2 separate regions of the Cricetulus griseus genome follow, and region 1 is linked to region 2. A link is a contact called in public Hi-C data. All regions are on one chromosome and are shown on one strand. The core of a region is the stretch at or near the end of the contact, and the rest is flanking DNA. Distances in the headings are between cores, read along the strand shown. Region 1 holds the start of LOC103159269. Region 2 has its middle 38 kb from the start of Pcbp1.

Evidence for each region. A called contact is a pair of places that touch in the nucleus more often than the background predicts.
Region 1: a contact with region 2 is called in a Hi-C map of liver, with 4 times the contacts expected there. The contact joins the promoter of LOC103159269 here to the enhancer-like site in region 2. A contact is called at or near these places in 4 of 8 Hi-C or Micro-C datasets (the CHL-YN cell line, the CHO-K1 cell line, fibroblasts and 1 more).

The regions. Positions count from the first base shown.
Region 1 is chr8:58,278,001-58,285,600 of CriGri-PICRH-1.0, reverse strand. It overlaps LOC103159269, which reads right to left and starts at 2,609. Exons shown (of 5, transcript XM_035449039.1): 1 at 2,591-2,609; 2 at 1,935-2,526; 3 at 520-581. The coding sequence starts at 2,609. It overlaps Pcbp1 (poly(rC)-binding protein 1), which reads left to right and starts at 2,429. Exons shown (of 1, transcript XM_027428603.2): 1 at 2,429-4,032. The coding sequence starts at 2,608. The coding sequence ends at 3,678.
Region 2 is chr8:58,241,607-58,249,092 of CriGri-PICRH-1.0, reverse strand. No RefSeq gene overlaps it. Among named protein-coding and RNA genes, the nearest start is that of Pcbp1, 38 kb to the left of the region's middle. Within about 2 kb of position 3,827, at least 2 of the 6 cell types and tissues checked have open chromatin away from gene starts, as enhancers often do. A contact at or near this core is called in the CHO-K1 cell line, where this site is marked.

The DNA of each region.
Region 1 (7,600 bases), core at 1,360-3,859, 38 kb before region 2:
AGTTATTCTTTTGTTTAGAACGAAGAAAAGAGAAATGCTGAGACATAAGACATGTTGACTAGTTTATTATAGGGGCCCAGCAGAGTAGGGAGACTAAGAGAAGAGGAACAGGGGTAAATGGCTGACCGCCATGGCCAGTCGCCAGAGAGACAGACAGGGGGGGGGGGGTGAAGAGAGAGAAAGCAGAGAGCATAAAGGGGTCCTCTGCACCTGCGTGCACTTAGTTCCCATGGTAACAGACTTAGTTCCACCAGGTAACAGGGGCAGGCCAGCATAATGCCTGAACCTTTCAGGTAGCATATGCCTATTAATTCCAGTATCTAAAAGGATGAGACAGGAGGATCCAGAGATCAGGGTAAGCTGGGCTTCATAGTGACTTTGCACTGAAAAACACACGGGCTGAGAATGTGGAGTTTGGCAAATTTAAGACCCTATGTCTTAAGACCCTCCAGCTCTGCAAAAAAATAAAAAAATAAAAAAACAACTGATTTAAATAAAAAATCTGCAACAGGTGCTCACCAGTAAGGAAATCAGAAGGATATGGATTCCATTCGCCATAATCTCTCTGCGTTTGTCTTACTCTGTTGGGGGGTAAAAAAAAAAAAAAAAAAAAAAAGAGAGAGAAAGAGAAATAAATGCCCACTTCACATCAGGGGACTGTGATTAAAAAAAAAAAAATGTAGTGAAATGTTTAGAATGGAATCTGAATTGACCTACAATCACCATCGGTTCCTCTTGACTATCAAAGTGGACATAACTGCGAACTTGCGGGTCACTGGACAGTGGAATGAGTCACTGGCATTCTAATGGCTTAACTATAAAATTTTTAATCACTTAACACCACAACCTGTTCAAGGTCTAGAAAAACAGATGCCTGGGTACTTGGCTAGGTGCTGCAAACACACCTGCCGGCCGTTATCCAATTTAGGGAAAAAAAAAAAAAAAAAAAAAAACTCAACGTTAGGCCTGCCTTCTAGTTATTCACACGCCCAACAAAGGAGGCGGAGGACGTAGATTTCTGCCCACAAACTCCCAAAAGCGGCCTGCCATTTCCTCCTGACCGGACGTGGGGAAGGATTGAGAATGATCAGACACCACGTTCTAGAGCTTTCGGACCCACCCCAATTTCTCGTTGGCGACACGTGTCGCCATTTTGTTGGGAAACATGGCTGCCGGCCTTCCCCACTGTGGGGATGAAAGGGGGCGGAGGAGCGCCGGGTTAGCCCTTTCTCTGAGGCATTAAACACATTCGCACGACCTCCTCTAGTCTGGCCATGCCCCTGGGGCCGGGAGAGGGCAAGGCAGCGTCTCGATGGCCATTTCCCGGCGTGAGGAACTCGGTCAGGGAGACCTCCCAAGATGGCGGCGGCGGCGGCGGCGGCGGGGCCGGGCCGGGGCCGGGCCGGGGGTTGGCCGCCTCCACAGAGCGTGGTCGTGCGGGGCCACGCCGGCCGCCTCGGCGCGCACTCCTGCTCTAAGGTCCGCGGCGGCTGCCGCGGGAGACGCGACGCAAGGGCGGGAGGTGGGGCTTCTGAGGGCTTCACGGACACAGGCCAACAAAACGCAAACAAAGCATTATGTAAATGGACGCCATTCTCCTCGCGGCCCTGTGCCTAACTAACACTTGCCCAAACCCCCACAGCTGCCGCTCGCCCGCTCGCCCGCCCGCCGGAGCGGCGCATGCCGGGGTAGGCGCGTCTCAACTCTTTCTGCGCACCGGACGCGGCCACCGGACTGAGGCCAAGGTGGGGGTTGGGACGAGGCGCCCGGACGCCGGGGACGAAGAGGCCCCACGTGCCCACCAGAGCGCGTGCTCGCCCGCCCGCCCGCCGGGCCGCGCCTCGCCTCGCCGCCCCTCCCCCCCGGAAGACGCCGTGGGCCTCGCTCGGCCCCCCCTCGCCCTTGCGCATGCGCCTGGGCCACCTCGCGCGCACGTTTTAAACCCGCGGCGTCCCCGGCTACCGCCTGCAGTGGCTTCCGCGGATGCCTGTATCGCTCCGCGCTCGAACTCATCGGCGGGGCGGGCGGGCGAGCGGCGCCCGTCTCCGTCACAAAACAATAAGTTTCGCAGCCCCCTGCCGGTGCCGCCAGAGTTCATAAAGCACGTGCTCCCTCTCAAACCCTGCCGGGTCCCCAGGTGCGCCCTCGCTGTGCGTTTCCTCGCCTCCCGCCGAGCCACCGGGCTACTTTTCTCAAGTGCCGCGCGCGCGCTGGCGCAGTCTTGTGACCTAAAAAAAAGCCGGTCCTCTTTTTTTTTTTCTCTCTCTTCTCCTAGGGGTCCTGCGCGGCAAGTACTTCCGGGGTCAGAGGGTACGCGGGGTTGAAAGCGGGCTTCCCGCCCCGCCCAGACCGCCGAGGCTGCCGCCGGAGTCGCCACCGCCGCGCCCTCGCCCACCCGCCCGTCCGCCGTTCCCGGCCCCGCTCGCCCCCGCCGCCGCCGCCGCTCGCCTTGCGACGCCGCCGCGGCCTCCCTCCCGCGCCCGCCCGCTCCCGCGGCCCCCGCTCGCTCGCGCCGGCAGTTCGGGCCTACTCCTCCCCTCCCCCGCCAGCCGCCCAGGACTTGACCACGTAACGAGCCCAACTCCCGAACGCCGCCCGCCGCTCGCCATGGACGCCGGTGTGACTGAAAGCGGACTCAACGTGACTCTCACCATTCGGCTGCTGATGCACGGAAAGGAAGTAGGCAGCATCATCGGGAAGAAAGGGGAGTCGGTGAAGAGGATCCGCGAGGAGAGCGGCGCGCGGATCAACATCTCGGAGGGGAACTGCCCGGAGAGAATCATCACGCTGACTGGGCCCACCAATGCCATCTTTAAGGCCTTCGCCATGATCATCGACAAGCTGGAGGAAGATATCAACAGCTCCATGACCAACAGCACGGCGGCCAGCAGGCCCCCGGTCACCCTCCGGCTGGTGGTGCCCGCCACCCAGTGCGGCTCTCTGATCGGCAAGGGCGGCTGCAAGATCAAGGAGATCCGCGAGAGCACGGGGGCCCAGGTCCAGGTGGCGGGGGATATGCTGCCCAACTCGACCGAGCGGGCCATCACTATCGCCGGCGTGCCGCAGTCGGTGACCGAGTGTGTCAAGCAGATCTGCCTGGTCATGCTGGAGACGCTCTCCCAGTCTCCGCAAGGGAGAGTCATGACCATCCCGTACCAGCCCATGCCGGCCAGCTCGCCGGTCATCTGCGCGGGCGGCCAAGATCGCTGCAGCGACGCGGCGGGCTACCCCCACGCCACCCACGACCTGGAGGGACCACCTCTAGACGCCTACTCGATTCAAGGACAACACACCATTTCTCCGCTCGATCTGGCCAAGCTGAACCAGGTGGCAAGACAACAGTCTCACTTTGCCATGATGCACGGCGGGACGGGATTCGCCGGAATTGACTCCAGCTCTCCAGAGGTGAAAGGCTATTGGGCAAGTTTGGATGCATCTACTCAAACCACCCATGAACTCACCATTCCAAATAACTTAATCGGCTGTATAATCGGGCGCCAAGGCGCCAACATCAATGAGATCCGCCAGATGTCCGGGGCCCAGATCAAAATTGCCAACCCAGTGGAAGGCTCTTCTGGAAGGCAGGTCACTATCACCGGCTCGGCTGCCAGTATCAGCCTGGCCCAGTATCTCATCAATGCCAGGCTTTCCTCTGAGAAGGGCATGGGGTGCAGCTAGAACAGTGTAGGTTCGCTCGTAACCCCCTTCTGCTGTTTTCCCATGATCCAACTGTGTAATTTCTGGTCAGTGATTCCAGGTTTTAAATAATTTGTAAGTGTTCAGTTTCTACACTTTATCATCTGCTAAGAATTTAAAAAGAAAATCACATTCTCTGTTCAGCTGTTATTGCTGGGATCCATATTTAGTTTTATAAGCTTTTCCCTGTTTTTAGTTTTGTTTGGGTTTTTTGGCTCATGGATTTTATTTCTGTTTGTCGATAAGCAATGTAAGAGTGGAATGTTAATAAATTTCAGTTTAGTTCTGTAATGTCAAGAATTTAAGAATTAAAGAAAGTGGATTGGTTAAAAAATGCTTCGTATTTGAAAAAGCTGGGAATTACTTATCTTAAACTCTCCCGTTGGAGCTCTTCTTTTCCCCTTCCCTTCCCCTTTTTTAAGTATGGGGTTCGTGGAGGCCGGAGGGATAAGGGTGGGCCGCGCTTGTTATCCTTTGCAATCTTTCCTTGCCTTATCGGTAAGATTCCGTTCCCTCTGCCCCAACAAAGGAATGGCAGGTTGGGCCTGCTTTGGGATGTTTTTAGACGTGGTCTCTTCCTGGGAGTGACATGTCTCCAACTTAAGTTTCAGAGAGAGGCCTCTGCCTGTTTCTCTGGTAGAAAATACGGGGTTTTCTCAGGTGGAAAAACTGCCCATTCAGTAGGACAGGATGAATGGAGAGCACCCTGTCGTCTAGCCAGTGGTTCCCCTACCCCCATCCACAGTCGAAACTTGGCCAGAACAATAAAATGTTCTGGGGAAGGGTTGTGGGGGGTGGGCAGGGCCTAGGAGGAATGGGGAAACACAGGGTGGGAAGGAGGGCCACAGCTGCAGAGGGATTGGAGGATCTTGGGTCACGTCTGGGATGGCACCAGCAGAAGGACCACGTGGGGAGCATGCACCTGTGGCAAGGAGCCTGTCAGAATGTTACACCTGTCAAGTAAGGGGCCGAGAAACAAAAGGGTATTTTTCTGATTTTCCTCAGCTGTGTACAGTGTTTAGCTAATTATCGAAGGAAATAATCCTAAGTGGTACAGTCCTCCCAGGAATGTAGACCAACCAGGGGTGTTAAAATGCAGCTTCCTGAGTCCCACTGCACAGAAAACTGCATCTTTAACACCCACTAAAAAGATCTCTGGGAGTTTATCTTCAAATTGAGATCAGCTGTGGCAAAGGCCTAGTAACCAAGACCCTATCGGCTGAGTCTAGGAAGGACCCCAGAGCAAAAGAAAAAGTGTGTACTAGACACAACAGTAAGACAATTGAGGTGCCTAAGTGGCCAGTTCAAAACCAGGCAGAGGAACCCCTATGGGAGGTCATCCACCGTGGCATGGGCCTGGGGGGGTCCCTGCAGATGAAACTTCCATGCACTGCTTTGGGGCATGCTGAAGGAGTCCAGGTTATAGAATAGACTAGGCTCTGCCACTTGTGGCCTGGAGCAAAGCACTGAAAGTTGAAGGTGTTAGAAGAACACACTCCCTGAGCTGGGGACAAAAAAAACAGTTTTAGAACACAATAAACTAGATGGCAGATGGCCTATTTCTGGGAGTAGGGATTGCCTAGCATACATGGGCAGAGAAAACCTGATTAAAAGATAAGAACAAAACAATGTATACTAGCCAGGTGGGTGTATAACTTTAATCCCAGGAGGCAGAGGCAAGCAGAACTTGAGTTTGGGTTCCTTACATAGTTCCAGGCCAGCCAGGCCAGCTACATAGAGGCCCTGTGTCAGGAAAAGGGAAAAGGGAAAAAAGAAAAAAATAAACGCCAGGTGGTGGTGGCACACTCGTTTAACTTCAGTACGCTGAAGTTTGAGGCTAGCCTGATCTACACAGTGAGTTCCAGGACAGCCAGGGCTACACAGAAACCATGTCTTGAAAAGCCAGAAAAGGGCAAAAATGTGTACTAAGCTTGGCTGAGTGACCAGGAGGGGCATGGGGCCGATGAGGACCTAGTACAGTCTTCTGGAAACTGAGCCCTAATCAGGGCAAGTGAACAACAAACTTTAGAGTCTTTAGATAAGCCAGTAGCGTCCCTGGAAGAGGGAAATGGTTCAGATATACCATGGGAAGGCAGTTGAACTTTCTCAGCCCTCCTCAACATGCCTAGTGGTTTTAAAATAACCTGGGCAGCAAAGCATAGGATGGCTCCCACCTTGGAGAAATGAAAGGCAGGAACCGCCACTGGGAAGTCGTCTACGGAAGGAGGTTCTAATAGAGGCTGAGATGTATCAAGCAGAATACACACTGGAGAGGCTGGAGACAGACACAAGGAGAACAGTGTATCCCATCAACTAGAAATGAAAAGTCACATCTACATGCCAGCAGGTAAGTATGGACCAAAAGCTGAGTGGTGGGAGTGTGTCATTTTGATGATGAGGGACTTGAGTGCTGGTGTCTCCCTGCACCTGTCAGTCACTGCCTGACCCAGCAAGCCTTAAAAGTAGTTTAGTAGTAGAGGAATTGTCTGGTATGCACGAGGCCCTGTGTTCAGTCCCTAGCACCATACAGATAAATATGGTGAGAGAAATAGTTAAAGCAGGATAGTTTGCTAGACAGTGCCCTTGAGAAAAGTCAAAGTTTCTAGGCTGATGGACAGTAAAACTGAAGAGAGAGTTAAAAAACAAAAAACAAAAAAATGGGATGTGATGGTATAGGCCAGCCCAGCCCTCAGGAAGCTCATAAGTTTGAAGACCAATCTACATACTGAGACCCCCATCTCAAAAAAAAAAAAAAAAAAAAAAAAAAAAAGGTGCAGTAGTGGTTTAGCTTTAATCCCAGCACTTCCGACAGCTAGGGCTGTTACACAGAGAAATCCTGTCTCGAAAAAACAAAAATGAAACAAAACTGCCAAGCATGTGGCCAGTCCTCACATCTGAGCACTCAGGAAGCCGAAGCAGGCAGATCTCTCTGAGTTCAAAGTCAGCCAGATCTACAAATTGAATTCCCAGACCAGCTAGGGCTACATAGGAAGAGCCTGTCTCTAAAGAAAAGAAACTGGACAGGTGGGTCAGCGGTTAAGAGCACTGGTTGCTCTTACAGAGGACTTGTTCAATTCCCAGCACTCACTTGGCAGCTCACAACTGTCTGTAACTTCAAGTTCCAGGGGATCTGACATCCTCAGACCAATGCACATAAAATAAATAATAATAAAAAAGAAACTTCCACCAGGAGTCGGTGGTGCCTTTAATCCCAGCACTAGGGAGGCAGAGGCAGGCAGATCTTTTGAGTTCAGGGCCAGTCTGGTACACAGAGTGGGTGCCAGGATAGGCTCCAAAGCTAAACAGAGAAACCCTGTCTCAAAAAAACAAAACATGGCTCTTGCTTTTAACTCTAGCACTCGAATGGATACAGAAGCAGGAGCAGTTCAAGGTCATCCTCAGCCACAAACGGGGTTCAAAGCCAACTTGGGCTGTAAGAGATCCTCTCTCAGAAAAGGTGGGGGGGGCCACCCCAACCTGAGGATTTTATTTTATTTTATTTTTTTGGTTTTTCAAGACAGGGTTTTTCTGTGTAGCTTTGGAGCCTATCCTGGCACTCGCTCTGGAGACCAGGCTGGCCTCAAACTCACAGAGATCTGCCTGTCTCTGCCTCCCGAGTGCTGGGATTAAAGGCATGCGCCACCAACGCCCAGCCAGGAATAGTTTACTATTCCTGGGATTAAAGGCATGTGCCACCAACGCCCGGCTGAGAGGACATTTTATTGAGTGGTGTAGTCACTGGTAAACTGCCCATACTCCTATAAATACACTCTCACAATGAAAATGAAGACATGATGTAGCTCTGCTGGTGGAGTGTTTGCCTGGCACTGTGAAAGCCTAGGTTCCATCACCAGCAGTAACAGAGCATACCTGTAATCCCCCCACTCTGGAGATAGAGGCAAGA
Region 2 (7,486 bases), core at 2,578-5,077:
TTTGAGACCAGCCTGGTCTACAAGAGCTAGTTCCAGGTCAGTCTCCAAAGCCACAGAGAAACCCTGTCTCAAAAAAAAAAAAACAAAAACAAAAACAAAAAACAAAACAAACAAACAAAAACTGTTTCGAGAAAAACCAGAAACAAACTGTGGGGCAAGGTCCAGATCTTGTCCCAGGGCTCCAGTCCCCTAGGTCAGAGTAATAGACCAAGTCCATCTTCTGGAATCCAGGGGCCCCTCCCTGGAATGCTGTTTGCTATTTGAAGACTAGCTCAAAAAACACTGGTGTGATAAGGGGTAGGTAGGATCTTGTGAGGGGCAGTCAGAATGCTGCTGTGACCTGACAAGTTAGCAAGTGAGCCTCAAAGGCAAGGTGGCTTGGTGGCAGAGCCTGCAGAGGACAGCCAGAGGGAGTAGGTGTCTCTAAGAAGCTGTAGTTACAGTCAAGCAAGCTGTAGCTCTTCTGCTGCTGTCCCTGGGGAGGGAAGCCGGTTGTTAGCAAACAGGACTCCTGGCTATCCCTTTATATGGGCACACAGTAACCAAGCAATTACAAAGGACTGTCAGACTGTGCAGCAGATGGAAGAGATGCCCAGGGAGCCTTCTCTCTTTACAGCGTCAGGGAAGCGTTCAGTTAATCAAGGTCCTGCAGGAACTGGGGTTAGAGCCCCAGCAGGTCAGCAAGTGGTCCAGGTTGGAGCTCAGGTAAGGAGAACGAGGCCAGAGCTTGCCAGGAAGCCTGTCTGGCCAAGCAGCACTACGGGGTACTGGCGGGTTGGAGGCAGGCATCTTGCAGACCTGTGATGCAAGACCAGGAAACAAAGGGATTGGGACACCAGGGGCCTCCTGTGCTCACCAGGGTTGCTTGGTAAGAGCTTAGAGCAGAAGGCAGGGGGCAGAGTGCCCGCCTGAGAGTGCAACTAAAGCATAACACCATGTGTTTGTGATGTGTGTGGTGCATGAGACTGGGTGGTGTGTTAGCTGTATGTGTGTGTTGTGTGGTTAGCGTCTGTACACGCTGTTTCTGTGTGTCTTCTGTCGTGTGGCCGCGTGGAGGTCGCGCAGACACTGCGTGTTTGCTGTGAGGCCCTTTGCGTGCTCACAGCGGGACGGTGGAGGCTGAGGAAGAGCCCGTGGGATCCTCAACGCTCCTGGAGTAAACTGGGTGGTACAGAGCCAGACCTGCAGGATGGGTGTAGCACGGGACGCAGAAACTCAGCCTGTGTGCACACAAAGACGCTTGCGCCTGCGCTGTGCCCTTCCGGTCCCGCCCGGAGCCCTGAGCCCCTCCTCTCCTCGGCAGCATTTGTTGCCCACTTCCTTGCTCTTGCGTTTACCATTAGGAATTTGCCCTGCCTACATAGCATGAGTGCATGGGAGCTTGCAATACTTGCTCTTGTTCAGGCTCATCTTACTTAGTCCAATGTTTCATCTATGTTTTTCGAGGTAGGGTTTCTCTGCGGTTTTGGAGGCTCGGGTTGTTGTAACATTTGACAAGACAATTCCTTAAAAAATATACTGTGGCGCTGGGCAATGGTGGCACACGCCTTTAAACCTAGCACTCGGGAGGCAGAGTCAGGCGGATCTCTGTGAGTTCGAGACCAGCCTTGTCTACAACGGTGCCAGGACAGCCAGGACTACACCGAGAAACCCTGTCTCGAAAAACAAACAAAAAAGAAAGGTGGCTTTGTCCAATTTAATGAAGCCTTTGTGGTTCTAGTACTGAGGTAAACTGTCAGCACATGCTTAGCCTCTCATGGTTTGAGCGGTCTTGGCAGGAGCGGGAACTCTGGCCAAAATTCTGTGGGTGACTTTTCCCCTATTTCTATTTCTCCCTCTTGTTTTTGATTTTTCAAGATAGGATTTCTCTGTGTAACAGGCTGGCTGTCCTGGAACTCACTCTGTAGACTAGGCTGGCATCAAACTCAGAGATCCATCTACCTCTGTGTCCCGAGTGCTGGGATTAAAGGCGTGTGCCACCACTGCCTTTGTGAGCACATGCTTTGATCACAGTACACAAGAGGCAGGCAGATGTCTGTGTGTTTGAGGCAAGCATGGTCTACACGGTAAGTTCCAGGACAGCCAGGGTTAAACAGTGAGACAATGACTCAAAACATCAACAAAAAAAAACCTTTCTTGACCAGGCTTTTAATCCCAGCACTTGGAAGGAAGGCATAAACAGGTGGATCTCTGTGAGTTCAAGGCCAGCCTGGTTTACAAAATGGAGAACCAGGACAGCCAGGGATGTTACACAGAGAAACTGTCTAAAAAAAAAAAAAAAAGAAAGAAAACAAAACAAGTCTTTCCCATAGCTGTTTTTGAAATAATACATTTGTTATCTGTGATCACATAACTTGCCCCTGCATACACAACTTTCCCTTGTACAATCACTCCCAAATTAAAGACTCCCAAATTCAAAGGGGAGGTATATACTAATTTGCTTGTTGTTTCATACAAACATTTGAAAGCAAAATTAGAGCAATCTTTTGTTTTGTTTAGACACACATCTTAGGGTGCCCTATGTCCCTTTTTATGCAGCCCTTGGTGGTTTCCAACTTCCTGCTGCTCTTAGCAGGACCGTTTCATTTCTGGACAGCCAGCACTTTTTCCCTGACTTGGGAAACCCCAGAGCAGTTGAGCTGGGAAGCCTTTCTGAAGTTGATGGTCAACAGTCCTCTGCTTGCCCTTTACTCTCCTTTTCCAGAAAAACCTGGAGAGCTCTATGTTTTCCTCTCTCCTCTGCTGGTGTCATCTTCCTGCAAGGCCATCCAACCTCTCTGCCACTCTGCTGCTGATCATTGTCTCTAAAAAAACCAAAACGACACAAAAATCTCCCACATTTTCACAGAATCTACAAACCTCATATTTGTCCAACTCCTGGCCTAGAGTAGAGTGTCCCCTGTGGACAATTAAGCAGGATAAATCAGTTTTAAGACACAGTTCTTTGGTTTCCTTTTGCCGACTCAATCAACTGGGAATGCCGATCCTCATAAAATATCTGGCACAGTGGAGAGTCCCCTGGGGCAGGTCAGTTTGTGTGAGAGTCTAGCCTCCTAGAGGGCCCCAGTAAATTTCCATTCAGTATTTCAGAGACTGGATCCACATGGGATATGCATTTACAGCTGTCTGAGGCCGGGAGTTGGGGACAGAAACTTGAGACTCAATTCCTGCTCTGAGAGCTCTGTGAGGATTGTTCTGATGCCTTCAGTTGACTATTATTTGTCTGGAGTACTTTGCTAAGAAAAATAAAATAAAAATCCATTTTCTTTTTCTTTTTTGGGGGGGTGGTTCGAGACATAGTTTCTCTGTGTAGCTTTGGAGACTGTCCTGGGACTTGCTCTGGAGACCAGGCTGGCCTCGAACTCACAGAGATCCAACTGCCTCTGCCTCCCGAGTGCTGGGATTAAAGGTGTGCGCCACCGCCACCACCACCAGGCTCCACTATTTCTTTCTAAGACCAGGTGTCACTATGTAGTCCCAGCTGTCTGGAACTCACTGTGTAGGTAGGGCTGTCCTAGAACTCACAGAAATCTGCCTACCTCTGCTTCTTTGCACCTCTTCTTAGTGTTTTGGGGGAAATAGCTTTCATACCGCAAAGATCACAGATAGCTGAAGTATAAACTCTAAGTCACACAATCTTTGGTAACTCATTAAACCTCTCCAGTGTTAATTTAGCCCTGACAGGCATAGCTTGTGGCTTTTAGTTTTCCTTAGCTACAATTCTTGTTAATAATGCATGTGACCTGAGACCTCTACCAGGTGTGCTCCATGTGGTCTGTCTGAAAACAAGTTGCTTTCACAGATGCTAAGTGTTGCCAGACCTCAGACATTTACAACAGCCCTTGGACTCCTGAGAGGATGTGCCCCAGTGCTTCCTTCCCTCGAGTGCTGTTAGAGTGCTGAGGACAAAGAGCAGAGGACCCTGGAGGCTCCCCAGCACATGTGCAGGGCCTAGCAAAGCCAAGGCACTTCCAAGGAAGTGACTTGCACTCACCCACACAAAACTCATGGACAGGAAGAAAGAACCTGGTGTTACTCAGGTTTCCTGTCAGGACATCCTGGCTTGAGACACTGAAAAAGTTAACTCAAAGATGTCAGAGGTGGCCTTGTGGAGACACACCGAATCTTTCAAGTTTACAAAATAGAGTTCAACAGCAGGTATTAACCCTTAGTCCCATCCCAGTCCCTTCTAGCTTGATATGGTGCCCAATGCTGGTAATTCTAGGACTGGGGAGGATGAGGCAGGAGGACCCTGAGTTCTGGGCCAGCCTGGGCTACACATTGAGACCCTATTTACAAGCCAACCAACCCAAAATCAATCAAATAAAAACTAAGCTAAACAAAGCCATCTGGTAAGGACTGTTTTTCTTTCATGATGGCATAATCTAGACTCAGGAGCCTGGTTGAAGGATGTGTGTGGATTTTGAGTTGATCTGACTGTGTTAGAGTCATGGACCACATTTGTCCTGAGGATGTGGAAAACCTGGGTCCAAGCCTCCCTGAACGTGTGGTGACTTTCCACACCTGTGGGGCCTGCATGCCACACATGGTAAAGAGCAGTGTTTGGTTGTTCACTATGCAGGATGAGTAAAGGGCCTGGGGTGCTGGGACCAAGGGTGATCGATCCACTTTGGGCTTGTCAGGCAAGTGCAGGCAAACAGACAGGGCTCACCTACTCATTTCCCCGGTCACAAATCACAACTTCAGCAAATATCACAAACACGCCTAGGCTTTGAGCACTGTGGGAATCACAAAGGTGAGTGAGCAAAGTTCACTGTCTTCTCTTTTTGGGGGGAGGGGGGACAGGGTTTCTCTGTGCAGCCTTGGCTGTCCTGGAACTCATTCTGTATGTAGATCAGGCTAGCCTTGAACTCACAGAGATCCTCCTGCCTCTGCCTGCTGAGTGCTGGGGATGAGATCCAGGGCTTCATGGATGCTAGGAAAGTAAATTGTGCCCCTGCTCCACTGAAGGGTGTAAGCAAGGGAACAGCATGAACTTGAAACAAGGATCTCAGTGGAATGTTTGTCTTAAAGACAAGGCCATGGGTTCAAATCCTAACACCCCAAATTTACAAAACAGACAGTTATGGTAAGGGAGGAGTGGATACAGGAAGACCAGCTAAGCAACAGTCCAGAGAAAGGATGCAGCTGCTGAATTAAAGCAGTGCTAGTAGGAAGAAGTGGCTTACAGTAGTCATCAGGTCAGCAGTGTGTTATCGAGAGACAGCTTCCACTTTAGGCAAGTATGGCTGCTTTGGTGGTCTCTCCGAGTGCTACCCAGACATGTGTTTAAAGCACTCTGGTTACCCTGCACATGTGCTCTGGTCCTCAGGCTTCGTGTTTCTGTGGTGTGGGAAACCACAGAAACAGGTTCCTACACATGTTCTTGGGTGATTTTCAGGCAGTTCTCTGTGCAGTGGAAGCAAGCAGGGACAATCCTGTTTATGTAAGGGTACCATTAACTAACTTACTAAAGTGGTCAGCAAGATGGGAAGGGAAGGGCCCAGCAGCATCTCTTTACACAATGTCTCAGCCTGAAGGACCAAGAGAGATGAGTCTAAGCCTTATGCGCAGAGGAAACCAGAACTTCATGGCAGAAGAGCTAGAAAAAGGCAGAGGGAGAGCTCAGTTGAGTCGGCTAGGATCCCATCTTCCAGCTCCCCTTCTGATAGGAGGCCAGGATATTTCTTCCAATCTTCAGCTAGGTAAGTTACTAGGTAGAGCTCAGCAGACAGTCCTCCACATGCTGTGCAGACTCATGCTCATTCCCTAACCACTCGGCTTCAAAGAGAGCATCTGGGACCACAGTTCAGCAGTCCTACAGGTTAGTGTAGATAACCTGATGCTGGGCTGGGCACCTCTTGGCTTTGTAGCAGGATCTGTTGACACTAGGATTTACATTATCCCATATTTGATCTTTTGTGCTTTGTCCACAAACCTTTACTTCCTTGACTGTGTAAAGGTGATAAAATGTCTGTGGAATGGCACCGGTGTTCATATTGGAATGACAGACATTACAGTTTGGAAGACAGCATCAGAAGAGGCAGGTAAGGTGAGATGGCCTTCCTGGCACAGGCTGCCGAGAACCTGTCAAGGAAGTACATGGGTTCCCTGGGCCCCACAGCCACACTGTCTCAGTGCTGACCTCCTCCCTCCATGTTCCCAGCCCCATACCCTGGGCAGGAACATGCTTCCTCAGCTCTTGTCCTGCTCACCCCTGCCACAGCCCACAAGGTGACACTCATTCTCACAGAACTTGTGTTCACACAGAGTGAAATTTCCTTTTCCTGTCACTATACCTAGCTTTCAGGGAATGTGCTCCAGTTGGAGATCTTGACTTATTTTTTCCTCAGTGAGTCATCCTTATAAATTTATCTCTAGAGATAACATGGTCAGCTCCCCACCCATCTCATAAAGGCCATGGGGCTTCTTTATTTCTATATTTATTCACACAAAATTCATGTAAAATTTGAAATAAAACCACAGGAGCCAAGTGTGTGCTCAGCATCCTCTGTCCTGCGCACAGCCTGCAGCTGTGGGGCTGCCTAAGGTATATGGGAGCTGGTCTGCCCCAGTGGATGCTCATGCCTCTGACTTCCTGAGGCTGCAGTCAGGTGTGCAGAGTACCTTTGAAAATCTGCAAGAAATTGTGACCTGGTCATCATGCCCACCCATACTGAGTTGCAGAACCAGGAGCTTGGAGCTGTGGTTGTGTGGTGTATGTACAAGCTCCCTATCCTGGGCTGAGTGTGGAGCATGAACAGAGCATGCACAAGGCCCTGGGTTCATTCTCTAGCATTGCAGAGAGAGGCAGAGGTTCCCAGCTGGCTAGAAGGTCCCTATTTCAAAGGAACAGGGTTACAAGCACTGATGAATGTGCTTTGAGCTAGCCTTGAGCTAATTACACTGTTGATGTCCTTGCACTTCTGATCCTTCTGGTTCTACCTTCTCAGCATGGGGATCACAGGTGTGTGCCACTGGGTACAGTTTACGGGGTGCTGAGAGTCTAACCCAGGGCTTTGTGCATGCTAAGCAAACACTCTTACCAATCCTGGGCTACAATCCTTTGTCCTCTACCTTGTTGCCTAGGCTGATCTCAAACTTAGTGGTTGTGCCCCAGCCTCCAGAGCACTGAGATCAGTCAAGAGCTGTCATACCCAGCTTACTTTGAAATCACGGTGGCTGAGAAGTGGGTAATCAAACATATCTCCGATCACAGCTACCTGGACAAGAAAGAGACTGAGGGCTTCCCCATGCTGCCTTTTGTGTCCTGCCCACCAATAAGGCCCACATCCTGCTTTAAAAACAACAGAGAGGGAACCGACTCTATACTTCCTCCTGCTCCCTACATTGTTTGACTTTCTCAAGAACATTGTCCCTGTCTGACACATGAATCTCATTCTCATATTCAATCCTCAAAGGACAGAAACATTTTGGGAACAGAGCTTTCTAACCAAAGCCCAGCCCAGTGCCTGCCAGTTAATAA